Linked DNA regions of Gossypium raimondii: region 2 is linked to region 1. A link is a contact called in public Hi-C data. All regions are on one chromosome and are shown on one strand. Each heading gives the region's core, a stretch centred on a gene start, on an enhancer-like site or on the middle of the called end of the contact. The rest is flanking DNA. Distances are from core to core; before and after follow the strand shown.

What was found. A called contact is a pair of places that touch in the nucleus more often than the background predicts.
Region 2: a Hi-C map of leaf shows a contact between it and region 1, with 4 times the contacts expected there. The contact joins the promoter of LOC105788167 here to the promoter of LOC105788172 in region 1. A contact is called at or near these places in 2 of 2 Hi-C or Micro-C datasets (both in leaf).

What each region holds. Positions count from the first base shown.
Region 1 is chr2:30,272,361-30,275,438 of ASM2569854v1, reverse strand. It overlaps LOC105788172 (hypothetical protein), which reads right to left and starts at 1,509. Exons shown (of 8, transcript XM_012614929.2): 1 at 1,056-1,509; 2 at 825-968; 3 at 1-3. The coding sequence starts at 1,232.
Region 2 is chr2:30,491,745-30,494,667 of ASM2569854v1, reverse strand. LOC105788167 (hypothetical protein) reads right to left here and starts at 1,449. Exons shown (of 11, transcript XM_012614923.2): 1 at 1,163-1,449; 2 at 918-1,070; 3 at 589-642; 4 at 391-417. The coding sequence starts at 1,297.

The DNA.
Region 1 (3,078 bases), core at 260-2,759:
CCCCTGCAATTGAAGAGAAATGAATTATAAACTTTATCTAACATAAGAGAATACTACCTCAACCAAACAAATGGTGAGAACAAACCCTCCCCAACATGAAAAGAGACGACAAAACCTATTTCGGTACAAAAAGAGCATCCGAAAAGCTGTAATACATTTCCAATTCAGCTGGACGAAGAGACACCGTCCATGAAATTACAATAATAATTACAATCAATGCATTTGACTATAGATACAAACATGATCAATTATTACAATGAACTATCTGACTGATAACTAATAACTAATATATAGATATGTATGAACAAATCCACAAAATAAATTAGAATAAATATAGAGAAAACTACATCCAGTGACACTTAAACAAGGGATCTAAAATTCCCTAATTTCCTTTCTACTACTAAGTTATGGCCTTATCATAGAAAAGAAATAAACAGTGATAAATCTTTGAATAAAAGATACATAAACTTAACCAAATGTTGAGTACTAACTACTAAGTAAAATGGCAATAAACATAAATTATAGAAGTTTACAAGAAACAGTTTTCTAAACAAGTATTTTTTTTTTTTAAAAACAAAGATTTATATAATACAAATTTCCGTACATCAACTTTCCATCCAGTGGGATTCCCCTCAATTGTTCCTCGTTTGCTGTTTGTAAAAAAGCAATTATGATTTCACAAAAATAAGATTAAAAAACAGTCCTATAAATGGGTATTCTAGGAGATTTCAAGGTTTCTCATGTGATTCAAACAAATTTATGATAGTTTAAGCTAATTATTATTGAAATGAAACTAAAAGGAGAGAGGAATGCGAGTGCAGAACCTGTGCCTCAAGCTTTCTCTTAAGTTGTTGGATCTCATTTCCCATAACCCCAATTTTAGACTTGTATTCCTCTAGCTCCATTTTCGTCTTCTGGTGTTCATCCTTCAACTTTGGGATCTCTTGTTCCTTCTCCTCACGCCTCATCTTTAGTTATAGAAACACCAAAGCAAAAATTAATTAATTAATTAAAGACATAAATAAACGAAGGGGAAAAGTTGACGATCACTGTACTTTAATTTTCAGTCGATATCGTTTACAGCTCTCGTTATGTTTATCCATCTGAGCTCGCGTTTTCAGAGATTTGGTACACCCTCGTTTGGGTTGGATTCCGGTCTCAGCCTCCACCGCCGCTTCAGCGCCACCAGTACCCTCCATTTCTGGAGGAGGCTGCTGCTTTCTTTTCACCATCAAACTAGATTACAAGAATAAAGCTGCCTCTCTACTTGATTACCCGAAATTTGTACTACACACTACTTTCCATTCCAAACAATTGATTGAATCTTTCAAAAAACTTGCTTAGGGAATGGAACAAAGATTCAAAAAAAACAAACGACGACTTCAAGTCAACGCCTCTAGATAAGAACAAAACGAAGAAAAAGTGATGAAAAGGTGAGAACCGTCCATTTCTGATAAACCTCCGAAAGGCTAAACCGACGGTGAAGAAAAGAAACTCATCATCTCAAATTTTGAAGAGACACTGACTATTCATAGAATTCTGTTTTGATCTAATTGTACTCAGTCCCTGTACTCTTTGTTCATTTGAACTTTAATCCCTTTACTTTCTAATATTAAGAATTTAATCCTTTTATTTTTTGTTTAATAATATGTTTTTTGAAGTTGCATTTAAGATCAATCATAACATATGCAGAAATTCGAACTTAAGCATTCAAAATTTCAAAGCCTCGACTTTAGCAACACAACCAACGGTTTATTAGATTACGCGACTTTTTTATATGTGTAATATAAGCCTTGTGATCAAATTTTATATTTTAAAGATAGACACATGATTCAATTTAACAGAATTCTTCTTACGGTGTCATTAATTCAACTTTGATTCTTAAATTAAAAGAATAGAAAAACTAAAATACTAAAATTCAAATATACAAAATATAGAGACCACAAACACAATTAAACCTTTTTTTCTTCGCAACTTTTTCATCTGCTCGCGCGAAAATTTCTCTCGTTTATTACTTGCAGGTAGTTTAATTTTTATTTAAAAATAAAAAATATGGATATAATAATATTTAAATTTTTTACCATTAAATTTTAAATTTCATACTTAATCAAAGTTTTCTTTTTCTAATATTTATACTTTTTTAATTTTAATATGCATTTACACTATTATTTAAGTCCATGATCGAGTTAGTGTCACCAATCAACCGAACACCAACTCGGTTAGAGAATTTACTTTGATGCCTTTCCATATTTAAAATAAATTTTATTATCCGAGAGTACTTTATCTTTTTTATTTTTTCTAAAAGAATCAAAAAAATTTGCATATAATAGAATTTAAACTCGTGACAATTGAATTAGTAAAACTTAAAATTTCCCACTCATCCAAAATTTTATTTTATTATTCGTGGTCTCCACACGCATTCGTGTGAGATAGAATTTTAATATTTATTAAAATTAAAAATAATATATATTAACCGATCGATTAAGTTAGTATCACTCGAACTAGGTTCCAACTCAATTAAAAGATTATCAAAACTCATGTATTTTATAAAATAACAAATATTATTTTGAGAACATTTGTGTCATTTTGTATTTTGATAAATCTCAAAATATTATATATATAGAATGGCGAGATTATGAAATTTGAACCAATGACATTATAAGTTTCACTATTTCAATTTTATCATTTCAACTAGCCACATTTAATTTTTAAAATAATTTTTTGAATCAAAATAAAATGCAATCAATCCATATTCTTTTGAATATTATAATAATAAAATATTAATTAAATTAAAACTCAATTTTTAAAAAATTACTGCATGAATAGCTACATCTCTAATTTTACATGGCAAATCAAAATAATTATTTTAAATTAACTAATTTAATAAATGCATAAAAAAGAAAATAGAAATTATATTTAAAGTGTTATTGAGTTTCAGTAAAACTTGTTAGGTCCAAATAGATTTGAATTAAACATGACAATTCATCACCGTTTTTCTTATCTATGATATTTTTATTAATTTAATCTTCAAATTACTCATTTATCGCATGATATCATTTTTTGCCTGTGGGATTGTGC
Region 2 (2,923 bases), core at 200-2,699, 220 kb before region 1:
CTAGTGCTTGTAAGTTACTCAAGTTCAACTCGAAAAAAATTTGAATTCGATTTGGTAATTATTGAGTTGAGCTCAAGCAACTCGAGCTATCTATCGAGCCGAACACGAGTTTAGTAATACTTGACTCAAACGCCTCGCGAGCCTTATCAAACTTTTCATATTTTTATATTACTAAATTACATTGTTGCCCTTAATATATATTATTAACCCTAAGCTTAATTATTGAGCTGAGCTTGAATATAAAAATTGGTAAACGAGCTTAAAAATAGATGTTCAATTGAGCTCAAACTTGACAGTATTCAGGCTTGACTCGGCTCGATTACACCCCTATTCATCACTCAACTAATGTATCAGAAACTCAGAATTATTAAATACAAATAATTGGCATACCTCCTTAAAAGAAGTAAAGTTAAGCCCCTGCAATTGAAGAGACATGAATTACTCATCCGATTAGAAGATAACATGGATTTAACCAAGTGTTGGGTACTGAGTAAAAAGCATAATAAATATATTGTTATAAAAATATATAAGCAAGAGATCTTTAGTAAGAAAAGAGAGAAACGGTTAATACTATACAAATTTCCGTACCAAGTGTGCCATTATATGAACGACGGTTTGCTCCATCAATTCCATGCTTGCTTTCTGAGAAAACACAATTATCATATAAATGCTTAGGGAAGAAGCACAATTCTTTATTTCCACTTTAACCCTAGGTTTCCCGTGTTCCACTGAAACTATGTGATTTAAGAATCAAGACCAAACATGTTGCAAAATACTCTTAATTATAATCATCAAATATTAGTATATACAAAACCAAGCATGCGATTCAAACTAATTTATGATTGTTTAAGCTAATTAGTACTATTGACATGACACCATATTAGTGTAAAAGGAGAGAGAAATGGGCAGTGCAGAACCTGTGCCTCAAGAGTTGCCCTATGTTGTTGGATCTCATTTTCCTTATCTCCAAGTTCTGATCTGCATCGCTCCAGCTCATTCTTGTTCTCGGCCAACTCTTGAAGCTTTTCGTGATAATCTATTTCGACGAGTTGAAGCTCCTCAAACATCCACTTTAGTCATGAAAACACAAGGCAAGGATTGAATGAAGACATATATAAACAAAGGAAAAAAAATCGATGATGGTTTAAGGAATCACTCTTACGTTTTTTATCTCTCGATACAGTTTATGCCTTTCAGGATCGGTACGAGGTCGTTTGGAATGGCTTCCAGCTTCAGCACCGCCACCTGTACCCTGCATCTTTGCTCGATGCTGTTTTTTTCCCTTTTGCTCTTCCATTTTGAGGTTTTGAAGAAAAGAAACTGATTATCATCCTCAAGAAAGAAAAAGGAATTCGAAGAAGTAGTCTAGATCTCCATTTCGCGAGCGTTTCCATCGCGCGAGCGTTCAATTGGAATTCATATTCACATTGTCTAAAATACTCAGGTATCTCACTTTCTTTTTCAGATATTTACTGTTTAGGATAAAGAATATTCAGGACATAAAAATATTTTTACCCAAAATATTTAACATTTTTAAAAATAAAGCTAAATATAGTGCTTTCTTCTCACCAATAGCTTAATTCGCTTCTTTTCCAACTATCCTCTAAAATTATTTTCTTTTCAGCCAACTTATCAGTTTCTTTTTAATGATTTTATTTTTATTTTTCCTTCTTATTTTTAACTTTTTTCAGTTAATTTAGTTTTACTTTTTGAGTTAATTGCACTAACTATACTCAAATTATGATCCTCATTCTAAATTAATCCCTAAACTTCAAAATAATCTAATTATATCTCCAAACTATTGATGTTCGATCAATCAAGTCTTTTATTATTAAAATAATAATTTAATCGTTAAATAACACGCCAAATCTTATATGGAAAAATTTAACATAAAATTAAAAAAAGAGAGCAAAATGTTGTTACATAGCTTTTAAAAATAAAAACTAAAATAAAAATAAAACCAAAAGAAAAAAATAAACAATAAAGTTTTCGTAAAAGCTTTGAAAGCCTAAAACTAATATTTTTACAACATCCATTTTCACAATATTGGTTTTCTTTACAATTTTCATTTTAAATTATGTCACATGATATAGGAACTCTAATCTAACAATTAAATTAACATTTTAAATAACAGAAGAAGAACCTTATTGATATAACTTTGATAGTTTGGGGATGTTTGGTGTAATTAACTCTAACTTTTTTATAATAATTTTGTCATACTTCTATCCGATTGGGACACATGGCAATATGAGAATCAACTTGAGAGACACCCGTAAGTGACCTTCTGCCTTGTACCATTCGGATTGTCACTTAGTAATCGACTACCCGCGTGCCTCGTATCCCCCACGAGAGGGATGGTTTATCCTTGACTACCCGGTTGGACCCTCTGTTGGCTCTCGGCCCTGACAAGGGTGAATTTGCCTTCCTTCACACCATCCCCTCTCTACTTTCTTCACCCATGATATCAACAAATGCTGTGGTGAGCGTAGATTGAACGCACAACCTTTATATCTCATTCCACCATTGTCGTCACCACTGCCTAGGCCTCTCTAGTTACAAACAATCACAACAATAACAACAATAAGAAAAAAGCCACTCAATATTGTTTTTCACTCTCTTTTCGATGCTCTTTCTCTTTTTTGAGGTGAAACCAAGAGGGTGGCCGAGCTGTAAGTAGAGTGTATTGATGGAGCATAAGGGTAACAAAAATCACCTCTCTGCTCCACATGATCCCATGATGGGTGTCGAATCCACCAGAAGTAATATTTCTATGCCTAAACAGTAAATAAATAGTAGTATAGAGAGTAGGGTCAATCTCACAGAGACTGGATGTAACACCCCTTACCCGTATTCCTTACTGGAACAGAGTATGAGGTATTACTAAATTTTTAAAAAATTTCGACAGCATTCCTACTTATTTTTG